2 separate regions of the Zea mays genome follow, and region 2 is linked to region 1. A link is a contact called in public Hi-C data. All regions are on one chromosome and are shown on one strand. Each heading gives the region's core, a stretch centred on a gene start, on an enhancer-like site or on the middle of the called end of the contact. The rest is flanking DNA. Distances are from core to core; before and after follow the strand shown. Region 1 holds the start of LOC100276972. Region 2 holds the start of LOC100217040 (isovaleryl-CoA dehydrogenase).

Region 1 (6,371 bases), core at 1,656-4,155:
CGGCGTGACCGACCCCGAGAAGGTGGAGGCCAGCGCTCCCGTATCGGCGAGCATCATGGCTCCCGACGAAGAAGGGGTTGCGACCAGTGCGCTAGACGTTGCCGGAGGTCCGCCTGATGCTGGCGGCAGCTGCTGCCTGGGGGCAGCGGCAGAGCTCATGATCGTCGAGTCCTCTGATACCAGATTGGTAGAAGTCGCGTTCCCTAGGCTGACCGATCTGAGATTGTGGTGATGAGAGATCGGTAGTCTAGGGATTAGTCGCGAGGGACGGCGGCCCGGCGCCGTGGTTGAGGGCGCAACTCAATAGGAGGCGGCTAGGGTATTTGGGATCTCCCGACTCCCTTAAGTAAGTTGAAAACAATCTTGTTTCTGCTTGCTTTCTTCCAATAGTGTGTGTATATATATAACTTTCTCAAGTCTATCTAATAGCTCTCAAGTCTATCTAATAGCTCTGGATAAGTCTAACTATCTAAATAAACCTCTCAGCTAACTATGGGTCTTGGCCTACCCTAGCCGACCGGCTATCAGCCCCTAATGGGCTGCGGCCCCTAACATGTCTCGATGTACATAACAGTAACCCATGAGGCCACAACAGAGAATGGTTTAGAGCATTAGAAGCCTGAACCCAGCTGAAACTTGTTATTTCTAGTAAACTGTTATCTTCATGTTCAAAGTATTGAAAACCACTCAGCAGGATTTAAAAAGCTTGTATTTGACTGAAGCTAACCGTTTCAAAGATGCCTAGAACAGTAGAACCCTTGAGGGCATCCTTTCATGGATGTATTGAGGCCATCCTTTCATGGATGTAGAGGACCAATCTTGCAGTTGAGGAAGTCAGACCATGCAAAGGACACGGATCATTATGTAGCAACCACACGCAAGTATGAACCGAAATTGTCAAGGAGCTCCGTTTTGGAGAGGTGGGACAAAAGTAATGCAGACAGGAACTGAGACAGAATGAACGAAGAGTGACACTTGTGATGAGTGGAGACAGTGGACTACGGAATATAAATCTGCATCAGGTTCATGAATGTCTTTTTTTTCAGAATCACAACTATCGTTAAGATATTTTTCAATCCAATGTAAAATTGTATTCAATACATCAAAATTTCAAAACTGCTGGAAAAGATGACCAAGAGGTAGTTGGGACGTAGATCAAAAGACTAGCAAGCATTAGTTGCTTGAATACTGACAGTACAAATTATGTATCATAGAACAAGTGTACCAAAACTATATATTGCAGACAACAGCCATCTCAGATGTCAAGCACACAGATACCATCGCATCACTTATTCTAAATTACATCAAAAGTAAACAAACTCCAAACATGGTCTAATGAGAGTCTGTATTAAAAAAACAGTTCCGGCATTTGATATTACTGTTGAAAGAAGTGGTACTGGTCTTCCATTCCATCACAAAGAATTGTGACAATTTAAACTATGTAGGAACAAAGGAGGAGAAAATAGAGCAGCAGAAACAGGTTAGACGCCTTGCCATTTTCCAGAGCAGGCCCTTATGCCATTACAGCTTTAACGTCTTCCTCAATCTGTTTTAGCTCTATCAACCTTGCTGCCCATGCCCGCTCTCTTGCCACAGCAGCCATCTTCCTTTCTGTTCGTTCTGCCTCCTTTCTCTTAACAGCAGCAGAATACTGAGCTCTGCGCTTCTTCTTCTCAGCCTGTACAAGTAACACATGCATTTTAAGTGTTTCATTAGAAACTATAAGGGCGATACATCAGCTCTAACTAGAAACGTAGAGCTCAGATCCAGGTAACACTACTCAGCCATATCGACTGAGTTGCTTTGGTCGATATTTCAGTTTACTCATGTATCTCTATGCCAGGCTTGGGTTATGCCATTCACTTGCTTGGGTCCAGGAAAATGAAGAGATTGTAAAATAGTGAATCAAAAGAAGGTTGATTTTAAACTCTGCTGAGCACCGCTGGAATTGACTGGGTGGCATAAAAAGTTATTGTGCAGATCCGTTTCATGGTGACACTTGGGACTGCTAGGCGACATCTACCTATCAACTCTCAAGATTTTATTGGTGAAAAAAATTCCCCTTCCAGCATAAAGGAAAATCAAGCTAGGCTTACATAGCATAAAACAGAATACCGTAGCAGTAAATCAACAGTAAATCGACAGTAACGGCTATAGAGAATGCAAAGGGCATTCACCATGATAAAGTCCTTGCGCTGCTTGATCCGCTTCTTCTCCTTCCTCCCTCGTACGCTCCCTTGGTTCGGCTGACTAACTGGTATGGGCTCGTCAGGCTTGCACTTCACCCAGTAGTACGGACCTGCGGACGAGCAGCAGCATGGACATTAGTGACAGAACTGAACAAGCGGACGAACGGCGTTGAACCTATCAGGGACCCCAGCAGAAACTCTGTAAATAAACTACAAGAACACAGCCACGCTCCAATCGAGCAGCGAAAATAAGAGGAATGATATAGAACAGATGCAAAACTAGCCAGATCGAAGCGTCAGGACAGCTAGAAACGAAAGGCCGGAGAATTCCTCCACACCTTTGGGGCGCAAGCTAGCCCTCTTCCGGCGGTTGGCGAAGCCCGGCCGGCGCTTCGGGAACCGGGTGTCCATGAGCCCGCCGAACAGGGTGGCCCCCATGGGCGGCGCCTGCGACGCGGTGGCGGCGGCGGCGGAGAAGGAGCGGAGCCCGATCGGGTCCAGGAACCGACGAGGAGCGGGCGGAGGAGGTAGTGGGTGCGGGGCGCGACGGGGGAGAACCGCCGCCGGCGAGGAGAGCGCCGGAAGGGCTCGCCGGAGCGCTCGGAGTAGCGCCATTGGAGACGGTTCTAGAAGGTCGCTGCCCTGATGGGCTAGGGTTTTTAGCAGGGAATGGTGTGCGACGCTGCTCAGGGGCGACCGGGCGAGTGTGCTGCTGCGTTCAAATTGTGTATTTTTGGTTCTACGCAAACGGTGTACCAAAGGCGTACTCCTTCTAGTCCCCACTCGCAGAGAATATACTCCACCACTCACTCTTCAGACTTCATGTACTCAACGAGTATATAATTTAATTGGATTTACTAAAAGAATATACATAATATAGAGTTAATATATGATATTCGTTTGGTATTATGAATATTAATACTTTTTTATACACACTACTTAAAATAAATATTACTTCCTCCATTTCAATTATAATTCGTTTGACTTTTTTACCCTAGTTTTGACCAGCTTGCTTTATTAAAAAATCATATTTATTGCTAATTTTTACTGTAACATTGTTTAGCATATAATATACTTTAAGTACGATTTTTTTATTTTTTAAAAAATGAATAAGACGAGTCGATCAAACTTGACACAAAAAATCAAATAAATTATAATTTGGGACACAGGCAGCATTACTTTTTATAGTGTTACACGTGAAAGCCTTCGAGTCTCTTTTCTAAGAATTTGACTGTGGAAAGAATATGGGCATCGTGAGTATTACATGTGCAGGAAGATGAAGATGTAGTATTTAGACTTAAAAAAAGTGACGGATTCCTACTATAAGTCGCCTAGAGGGGGTGAATAGGCGAAACCTGTGAATTATAACTCTAAACCCAGACTTGATCCCTTGATTAGTGGTTAGAACAATATGCACAATTTATCGGAGTATAAAACTAAGTCCTTTGCTTGCAAAGAGTATTGCTTTAAAAGAATGCGGAATTAACAAAAGCAATACTACTAAGAATGTTTATAGAGAATAATGCAAGAGGGCTTAGATGAGAAGATAAATAACACAAGTTCTTTCTTGCAAGGCGTTACTTCTCTGAATGAGAATTTAACTCAAAGCAACACAAAGTAATATTAATAAAGGATAGTGCAACAGAACTTAGAGAAGGAGAAAACGAACAAATCACAAGCAATAAACACAAGTGACACGGGTGATTTGTTTTACCGAGGTTCGGTTCACCAAGAACCTAATTCCCGTTGAGGAGTCCACTAAGGACGAGTCTTTTTTAACCCTTTCCCTCTCTCCACCGATCACCAAGACCGGCGAGTGCTTCTTCTTAATCTCAAGGATCACTAATACCCCGCAAGGACCACCACACACTTAGGTGTCTCTTGCTAGCGTTACAAGTCTCCAAAAAGTTTGGTGGAAGATGAATGGGAGTCAAAACTCCACGCTCAAATAATCACAAGATGTAGCACACACTTTCTCTCAATGACTTTCATAAGGCACTATCGCTAAACACACACGAGTAGCTCTCTTTCGCTTGATCTCTCTTTTGTGGCACTTGTGAGGCTTTGATGTGGGCTAAATCTTGTGTATGAGATAGATCAATGAATGGAGGTGGTTGGGAGGGCTTAAATATGTCTACTATATGCCTTGATATGTTGCTTGGGCTCCCACACCTTGAAATGGCCGGTTGGGGTGGTATTTATAGCCTCCAACCCCCCCCAAATAGTCGTTGGACAGAAAGCAAGCTTTCTATCGGTGGGCGCACCGGACAGTCCGGTGTGCACCGGACACAACACTGTTCAGTGTCCGGTGCCTGCCATGTCAGTTGCCTGTTGGAGTCGACTGTTGGATTTGTCTTCCCTGAGGTGGACCAGACAGTCCGGTGCGACTGACTTTCTCTGACCGCTTCTGCTCTTCTGTCCTTTCTGACCGCGTAGCAGTCGACCGTTGGCAAAGATGACCGTTGGCCCTAGGCTCACCGGACATTCCAATGAATTTTAGCCACGGGCGCTGAGTTTTTCCCGAGAGCGGTCGGTTCGCTGGGCGTGCCCGCCTGGGCACCAGACAGTCCGGTGCACCATAGGCTGGTGTAAACTTGTCTTATCCCGTTGTTGGATTTCTTCGCTGACTCTCTTGAGCTTCTCTTGATCTTGAGTCTTGGACTTTTGCTTCTTTTATGTCTTCATTTTGAGGTGTTGTATTCTCATCTTCTTAGTCCAATCCTCTTTGCATTTTGATTCTTTTACTCATATATCTTCTTTTGCTCAATACTTGCTCCACAATAGTGATATGTTGATTTCGAGCTTTCCAACCTTTCTATATGTGTTGAAAGGATTTCTCAGGGTATTTAGAACTTATCCAAAGAGTAGAACTATTGGTAGTTCATCTATTCCATGTATTACCCCTATTTGTTTGGAACTGAGCTTATTCTAACTTTAGAAACTGAATTGTTGATCTTATGAACCTGTGAAGCAGAGACTAGGCAAACTAGTTAGTCTGAATGGTTGTGAAGGTCATCAAGCACCAAAATATGAGAAATGGTTTAAGGCCATTTCCCTTTCAATCTCCCCCTTTTTGGTGATTGATGCCAACACAAACCAAAGCAAAATAAAAAGTATGAAATTATAACTAGTTTGCAATTGGTCAGGTGTTCATAAGCTTTTGAAATGAAAGCAATTCTAAGTGAATATAAGTGATATTGACATGAATGTACGTTTGGACCACATTTGCACCCTTAGGTTGTTTTCGCAAAACGTTTGGAAAAATATTTTCAAAATCTTTTGCAAATAGTCAAAGGTATAGAAATGTGATTGCAAGAAGCATTTTTTAGATTTGAAATTTCTCCCCATGTTTCAAATACTTTTCCTTTGACTAAATAAAAGCTCCCCCTGAAGAATTTCTCCCCTTAGCTTTCAAGATGGTTTTTGAAAATGATTTCCCTTTTTGAAATTGTACCAATTGATATTTTTATATCATCTTGAAAGATACCAATTGAAGAGATTTCCATTATTTAGATACCAATTGAAATTTTGCTTTCTCAAGACAAGTGAAGCATGAATACCAATTGAGAAATTGTCAAATATCAATTGAAGCTTTATTTCAAAATTAAATTATGGTTGTGCGGTCCTTTTGCTTGGTGGTGCGGTCCTTTTGCATTGGACTTAATATTCTCTCCCCCTTTGGCATTAATCGCCAAAAAACGGAGACGTTGAGAGCCCTTTTTGGTTTCCCCCCCCCTTTGGGGCCTAATACTTTCTCCCAAATAGTAAAGTAAATATGAGTGAAGGGTTATACCATTGAGAGTTACATGAGTAACGACAAAGGGTAAATGATATCGTCAAAGTTGGAGTGGAAGCCTTTTCTTTGCCAAATACTCAATTTCCCTTTCAATTTGAGACTAAGAACAACATATACTGGAAGAATGGTTAGTCTCAAAGATTTAATGTGTAGAGAATTGCTCCCCCTAAACTTGTGCATACAAGAGATGAATATTTGTAGATTAATGCACTTTAGAACATGTACGGTCCGAGGATGCAAGTTCTATACATTGAACTTTGGTATAAGCAAAAATATGAATTTGAGAGCAAGTACCTACTGAAAGAGATATATAAGATCAAAAGATATATCAATTAAGCTTTATCATAAAAATTGTGAAGTGCAATGAGGCTCATGATAGATTGTGC
Region 2 (7,011 bases), core at 2,162-4,661, 140 kb before region 1:
CACTCATTGAAACATTTATATTACTGTCTTGTCTACACTAATATAGTAAAATGCAACTGAACAACATTGCATAAGTCAGAGACATAAAAAACTTTATTGACAGAAAAATAGAGCCACTGCAAGCAGCAAGTACAAGTGAACTTTATTTGATGTATGTCTGCGGTTATACAAAAGCATTGAACCACAGGGGTGATTTGCTAAATATCTAAATCGCCCTCACCTCCTCCAGCTAACAATATGCTCTGATATCTGGCTTGCAAAATAGAAGTTTCAGTCCTCTTTGAAGAGCTCACGGCCAATTATCATTCTTCTTACCTCACTAGTACCGGCACCAATCTCAAACAATTTTGCATCTCTCAGGAGACGACCAGTTGGGTACTCATTTATGTACCCATTTCCACCAAGACACTGGATTGCCTGCCATAGAGAAAGAGTTAGTGGAACATATAAAATGATGCATACTGCAAATTATCAGTTCGTTATTTCTAAAAAAACTTGTTATGATTTATGATGTGTTTTTCTTGGAAGAGATTGGTCCAGTAATAACCATTTATCAGGCAAGGACAAATAGAGCTTTATCATAACTGTAACAATGCAAAATTTCCTAGGTCAACTATTGTTTTCCCAAGGGAACAAAACAGAACGGGTGTCTGCTGTTCAGTTGCATCCTTAGGAATTCATGAGAAAACAAAAACAACATAACAATATGGGTTGACGCAATTTACAACCGAAGAGAAGGTTTTTACCTGAAGTGCAACTTGGGTTGCATTTTCAGCAGCAAAGAGAATTACTCCTGCACAATCCTGAACACAAAGATATATATGAGATGAAGTTGGAGAGAGTTTATCATAATATACTTCTAACTAGTCACTTATTTTCCTTCGACAGCAGAACTACGTGCAGGTAATGCAAAAACAGAACTTCAGAGGAACAGCAATGGTATATCATAAACTTAAAAGGGTACCTTGCGATCAACTTTGCCATTATCGCAGTCCCTAGCAACTGAGTATACAAATGATCTGATGGAAAAAATGAAATTGTACCGATAAGATGTTTAAACTTGTAAGGAAAAATATTGAGCAAGATCCTACCTTGACGACTGCAACGAAGTGTACATATCAGCCATTTTCCCCTGCATTACAAGCAGACTCTTTATTGTTAGTGCTATGGCTGCTAATAAAATTATTGCAACATGAAGCACGAGAAAACAGAATACATATGACAGTTACAAGGCTTTACCTGTATGAACTGAAATTCACCAATTGGACGGCCGAATTGCTCCCTCTGGCGAACATATGGAAGTACAACATCAAGGCATGCCTGCATAAGGCCAATAGGGCCCGCAGCTAATACAAGCCTTTCCAGATCAAGCCCTGACATCATGACATAAACACCTGCCACAAGAAAAGGCATAGAGATCAAAGGTGATCCTCCAATTAAAGAACTGTTTCTAGCTTTATATGGGGTTTAGAAAATCATGGAATGAACATCTGCGAAAAGAGAAGGCATTGAGATTAGAGGTGGGCACATAGTTAAAGAACTCTTCCTTGTTCTATAGACTATAGGGAGTTTAGAAACTACTTCTGGATGAAAAGTAGACAGAATTATTGCAGTTTCCCATGTGCAGAATATCTTTGCCTTTAGAAATAGATGCTACTATAGTTCCAATCTCTGCGCCATGCACCGCACAGGCAACTAACTCAAACAACAGAGCAAATATCTGACACACATGAATGAGCTTCAAAAGTCAGGAGATAATACCTTTGCCTTCTTCACCGAGGACATTTTCGCATGGCACAAAGCAGTTCTCAAAAACAAGCTCACACCTGCAGATTAGATGGAGTTAAATTGGGCCTGAGTTCACCGCTTGTATAATTATCCTGAACAAGTAGAAACACCATACGTGTCGCTTCCTCTCATGCCAAGTTTGTCCAACTTCTGAGCAGTACTGAACCTGTAATCGTAAACATGCACCCTCAGTAACATGGTGAGAAAGCTGTAGAAATACATACACGTTCAGGTTCAATCATGTCCAATGAAGATAACGGAGTGGTTCTGTACCCGGGCATCCCTTTCTCGATTATGAATGCAGTTATTCCTTTTGACCCTGCAGCTAGATCTGTTTTTGCGTAAACAACCTGTAAAATCCCAACATGGATGAATTAGCAGGATAACAGGAGTGCAGAAAGCATAGGGGAATGAATGTAAGAAGAGCAAAAATACCAGTGTCTGAGCAGACGGGCCATTGGTGCACCACATCTTATTCCCATTAAGGACATAGCCACCGTCCACTTTCTCAGCTTTGCACTTCATGCTGACGACATCAGAGCCAGCTGAAATTACATTTCAGCAACGCGTTAGAAGGAACCTTATAGTACTGCTGGAGAAGAACAGAGCAGCAACGGGGTTGGAATGGTACTGACAGTTGGGTTCACTCATCGCCAGTGCCCCGATATGCTCCCCACTGATCAGCTTCGGAGAGAAGGCAAAAATGAAAAACGCGTGAATATAACCCGTCATGACAGAAAACATTCGAAATCCTAGCGATGTGCATCTTTTTCCTTGAGAAAACTACGGTCCTTGTGAAACATCAAACATCATGGTGATGTGAAGCAAATCCGGAAAAGCACAGCACCTTGGGCAGATACTTGAGCTTCTGCTCCGGGTTTCCGTGCCGGACCTGCACACAACAAGTAGCATTGCCGCTTGGGTGAGTAATCAAATGATTTGGTTACCGCGCGTGTCCTCTGCCTGCCATAAACAACCAGAGCGGCAGTCACGACGACTCACGAGCTGGTTGATGCAGAGGTTGGAGTGCGCGCCGTAGGAGAGGCCGACGGCGCCGGATGCCCTGGTGATCTCCTCCATGGCGATGCAGTGGTACATGTACCCGAGCCCCATCCCGCCGTACTCCTCGGGCGCGGTGAGGCCGTGGAGGTTGAAGTCTCCCATGAGCCTCCACAGGTCCACGTCCCGCGGGAAGTGGTTGGAGGCGTCGATGGCCGCGGCGCGCGGCGCGATGGCCTCCTGCGCGAACTTGCGCACGCTCTCCTTGAACTGGCGGCGGGGTGCAAGGGGGCGGGCGGGCGAGGAATTGGGTCGATCAGGCATGGGGCGAGGCGCAATGGCGGCGGGCCCGCCGAGTGGGAAGTGGAGAGAGCGAGCGCATGACGCACCTGCTCCTGCGTGTCGTCGAAGAGGAGGGAGGACGTGGCGAGGAGCCGCGCCGCGCCGCCGCCGGGCGCCGCGCGGCGGAGGAGCGCCGGGAGCCACCGCTGCATCGCCGGTCGGGGCGGGCCTGGTCGGAGCGCGCAGCGCAGCACGTAAGCAAAGCAAAGCGAACCAAACCACCGGCTGGCTTGTCAATGCGAGAGGCTACCTAATACGCAGTAGTGCGGAGAGAGAGCGGAGGGGATAGTGTAGTGGTGGTGAGTTGTAGGAGTAGCGTCTGGTATCGTCTTCCTTCCCCCTCATCCGGATGAGCTGGAGCTGGAGGCGGCGGCGCAATGATGGGCTCGGGCTGGGAGCCGGCCAGGGAGCTGCCGGCCTGATCGCATTGGATCCACCGACCGGACTGCATGGGATTGGGATTGTATCGGATCCACATCCACTTATCCACACGAGCCTATTGTGTTGAGAGGGACGGATGTGGATTAGTTAACTCTTTTATAAGTTAAAACCTTTTTAAATCTTATCTAATCCCCTTCGGTCTCCTAAGGTCTGAATGGGCGCAGAGTTCAGAGCAGAATATTATGATGACGTGACTCAGTGGGTGTTTGGTTTCTAGGGACTAATGTTTAGTCCCTTCATTTTATTACTTTTTAGTGTATAAATTGCTAAATATAGAAAATAAAATAAAGTTTTAGTTTCTATATTTGGCAATTTTGGAACTAAAATGGAATAAAATCTAGGGACTAAACATTAGTCCCTAGAAACCAAACACCCCCTCATATGAGATCGCCACGCCACGGCGCCAAAGCAAACCAAATTGAAATTGAGCACGCAAGAGACCATGCAACCGGGACAAAATAATAGACGTAACCGAACATACTAGTATATATTAAGCATCTCAAAATGTGTTTTAAAATAATATCTTAAAAATTGACATACTGCATCATTCAAAATATCTAGGACATTAAAAATAAATTGAGCTCCAATGATTAGACCCTGAATCATGTATTGCATTATCAAGATAAAAAATGTTTAGAATAAATTGGAAAACAAAAAAAATAGGCACTAATATGAAGTGTAGTATATTTGGGTTAATCATAGTATGATCTATAGATTTCTTTTAAAAAAATATATATAAAATATATGATTGTTGTAGTTGTCTTTTATGAGTTAAGCTCTATATTATCGAAATAGAACACTGTTATTAGAGACACTTGATTCTCTACGGAGGAATTGCCGAGCTGGCTCGCCTATCAAAGCAAGTGGAATCTTGCCCGCATGCTCTCGAGATGATAAGGTGGGGAACCAGACACGTTTCTTGGCTCGCTATCCCCTTTTGGGCAAGACATTATTCATTGTGATGATGGTGTAATAAAGAAACCAAGCATCAGCATCCGCTAAGGGCATGTACAGTGGTGTTTAATGTGGGGGCTCTTAAGGTGTTTTAGGGGGTTATTTGCAAAATAATCTTAGAGCCGTCTCTCCGTGAAGAGACGCCTCTGGCTCGTAAACCAAGTAACAATAGACGCCTCACTTCCCACTGTACGAATTTGTCGTCTGTTCTATCGATCTGATGCTATACAAATACATTTAATTCTGTATTTATTAATAGACTACGTTTATAGATACTCCATTGTACAATAGAGTCTCTTAGTTGTCTCCTGTGCTTGGAGAACCGTTTTGGTGTCTCTCCACTGTACACGTCACGTGCCTCTTCCGTGGACCGGCCTGCCTGGCTGAGGATCAAGATGGTCAGGTGATCAGGCAAGGCAAGGCCGTCGCAGACGAATGGGCCGACAAGTTCTCTGCTTGTCCAGCGGCCAAGAGAGAAGCACAAAGCGTTGTGGATGGATACGGCCCACGAGTTGGAGGAGGTCGGCCTGACACTGGCCGGGTGGTTTCCGTACGTACAGTTTAGGCCCACGGCCCACCTCCCATCGTCAACGCTGCTCATCGTCTCACACCATCCATCGCTGACTCTAGGCGGGCTACTTTCTATCAGTACCAGACAGACTCTGAACAAGGACCTGTAAATGATCTTGTCCTCTATATTTAGCGTCTCCTTTCATCCGAAAGGTGTCCAGCAGCATCCGCTACCCAGACCGCTAAAATATAACGCTTGCTATGCATCCGCTACATTTGGAGATTTCATGGAGATTCTCTATCCGTCGAAACCAACAGCCCACCACTATGCTCGTGTGCCTCGAGTGCCACAGAGGACGACGAGCGTGCGACTGCCAGGGAGGAGGACAAGCGCGCGGTGCCGCTAATTTTAAGTAATTGCTAATTTGTGACTGGTAGTTAAAGCGAGAGCTAGAATAGTGTTGTCGCTGTCTGTTCTTGTCGGGGACCATAATTAGGGGTACCCCCAAGACTCCTAATCTCAGCTGGTAACCCCCATCAGCACAAAGCTGCAAAGGCCTGATGGGCGCGATTCCGGTCAAGGCTTCGTCCACACAAGGGACACGATCTCGTCTCATCCGAGCCCAACCTCGGGCAGGAACAGTAGACCAAGGCAGATTCACGCCTCGCCCGAGGGTCTCCTCAAACAACGGACACACCTTCCACTCGCCCGAGGCCCAGCTCGGGCAGGCTTCGCGGAGAAGCAACCTTGGCCAGATCGCCACGCCAACCGACCGTATCGCAGGAGCATTCAATGCAAGGATCGCCTGACACCTTATCCTGACGCACGCTCCTCAATCGACAAGGCCGCAGTGACCGCAGTCACTTCGCCGCTCCACTGACTGACCTGACAGGAAAACAGCGTCGCCTGCCCTACTCCGACTGCTGTGCCACTCGCCAGAGTGAGGCCGACAGTAGCTAAGTCCAGCCTCGGGCGCCATAGGAAGCTCCGCCTCGCCCGACCCCAGGGCTCGGCCCCCGTCTCGACCTCGGACGACGGACTCCGCCTTGCCCGACCCCAGGGCTCGGACTCAACCTCGACGCCGGAAGACGGTCTCCGCCTCGCCCGACCCCAGGGCTCGGACTCAACCTCGACGCCGGAAGACGGTCTCCGCCTCGCCCGACCCCAGGGCTTGGACTCAACCTCGACCTTGGACGACGGTCTCCGCCTCGCCCGACCCCAGGGCTCGGACTCAACCTCGACTCCGGAAGACGGTCTCCGCCTCGCCCGACCCCAGGGCTCGGACTCAGCCTCGACTCCGGAAGACGGTCTCCGCCTCGCCCGACCCCAGGGCTCGGACTCAGCCTCGACCTCGGAGGAGTCACCACCTCGCCCGACCTCGGGCTCGGACCGACCACGTCACAGGGGGGGCCATCATTACCCTACCCCTAGCTAGCCCAGGCTATGGGGAACAAGACCGGCGTCCCATCTGGCTCGCCCCGGTAAAACAAGTAATGATGGCACCCCGCGTGCTCCATGACGACGGCGGTTCTCAGCCCCTTACGGAAGTAAGGAGACGTCAGCAAGGATCCAACAGCCCCGACAGATGTGCTTCCACAGGGCTCAAGCGCTCCTCCGATGGCCACGACATCACATGAACAGGGCAGCAACACCTCTCCGACAGCCACGACGACATGTATGTAGGGCTCTGGCTCCCCTTTGCTAGACATGTTAGGACATTGCTACACCCCCCATTATACACCTGGGCCCTCTCCTTACATCTATAAAAGGAAGGTCCAGGGCTCTCATACGAGAAGATGGCCGCGCGGGAGAACGGGCTAACAGACAGTCTCTCTCTCTCTTTCTCTCTCTCTCTCCCTCGCGAACGCTTGTAACCCCCTACTGCAAGCGCATCCGCCCTGGGCGCAGGACAACACGAGGCCGCGGTTTCCCCTTACTGTTTTCCCCCCTGTGTTCTGTCTCGCGCCGACCCATCT

What was found. A called contact is a pair of places that touch in the nucleus more often than the background predicts.
Region 2: a Hi-C map of tassel shows a contact between it and region 1, with 3 times the contacts expected there. The contact joins the promoter of LOC100217040 here to the promoter of LOC100276972 in region 1. A contact is called at or near these places in 2 of 25 Hi-C or Micro-C datasets (ear and tassel).

Annotation. Positions count from the first base shown.
Region 1 is chr6:34,711,021-34,717,391 of Zm-B73-REFERENCE-NAM-5.0, reverse strand. LOC100276972 reads right to left here and starts at 2,905. Exons shown (of 3, transcript NM_001150655.2): 1 at 2,528-2,905; 2 at 2,178-2,299; 3 at 1,154-1,678. The coding sequence starts at 2,804. The coding sequence ends at 1,514.
Region 2 is chr6:34,855,122-34,862,132 of Zm-B73-REFERENCE-NAM-5.0, reverse strand. LOC100217040 (isovaleryl-CoA dehydrogenase) reads right to left here and starts at 3,411. Exons shown (of 12, transcript NM_001143412.1): 1 at 2,791-3,411; 2 at 2,636-2,680; 3 at 2,424-2,472; 4 at 2,224-2,333; 5 at 2,062-2,138; 6 at 1,904-1,954; 7 at 1,762-1,826; 8 at 1,240-1,394; 9 at 1,092-1,132; 10 at 965-1,019; 11 at 747-803; 12 at 1-417. The coding sequence starts at 3,111. The coding sequence ends at 271.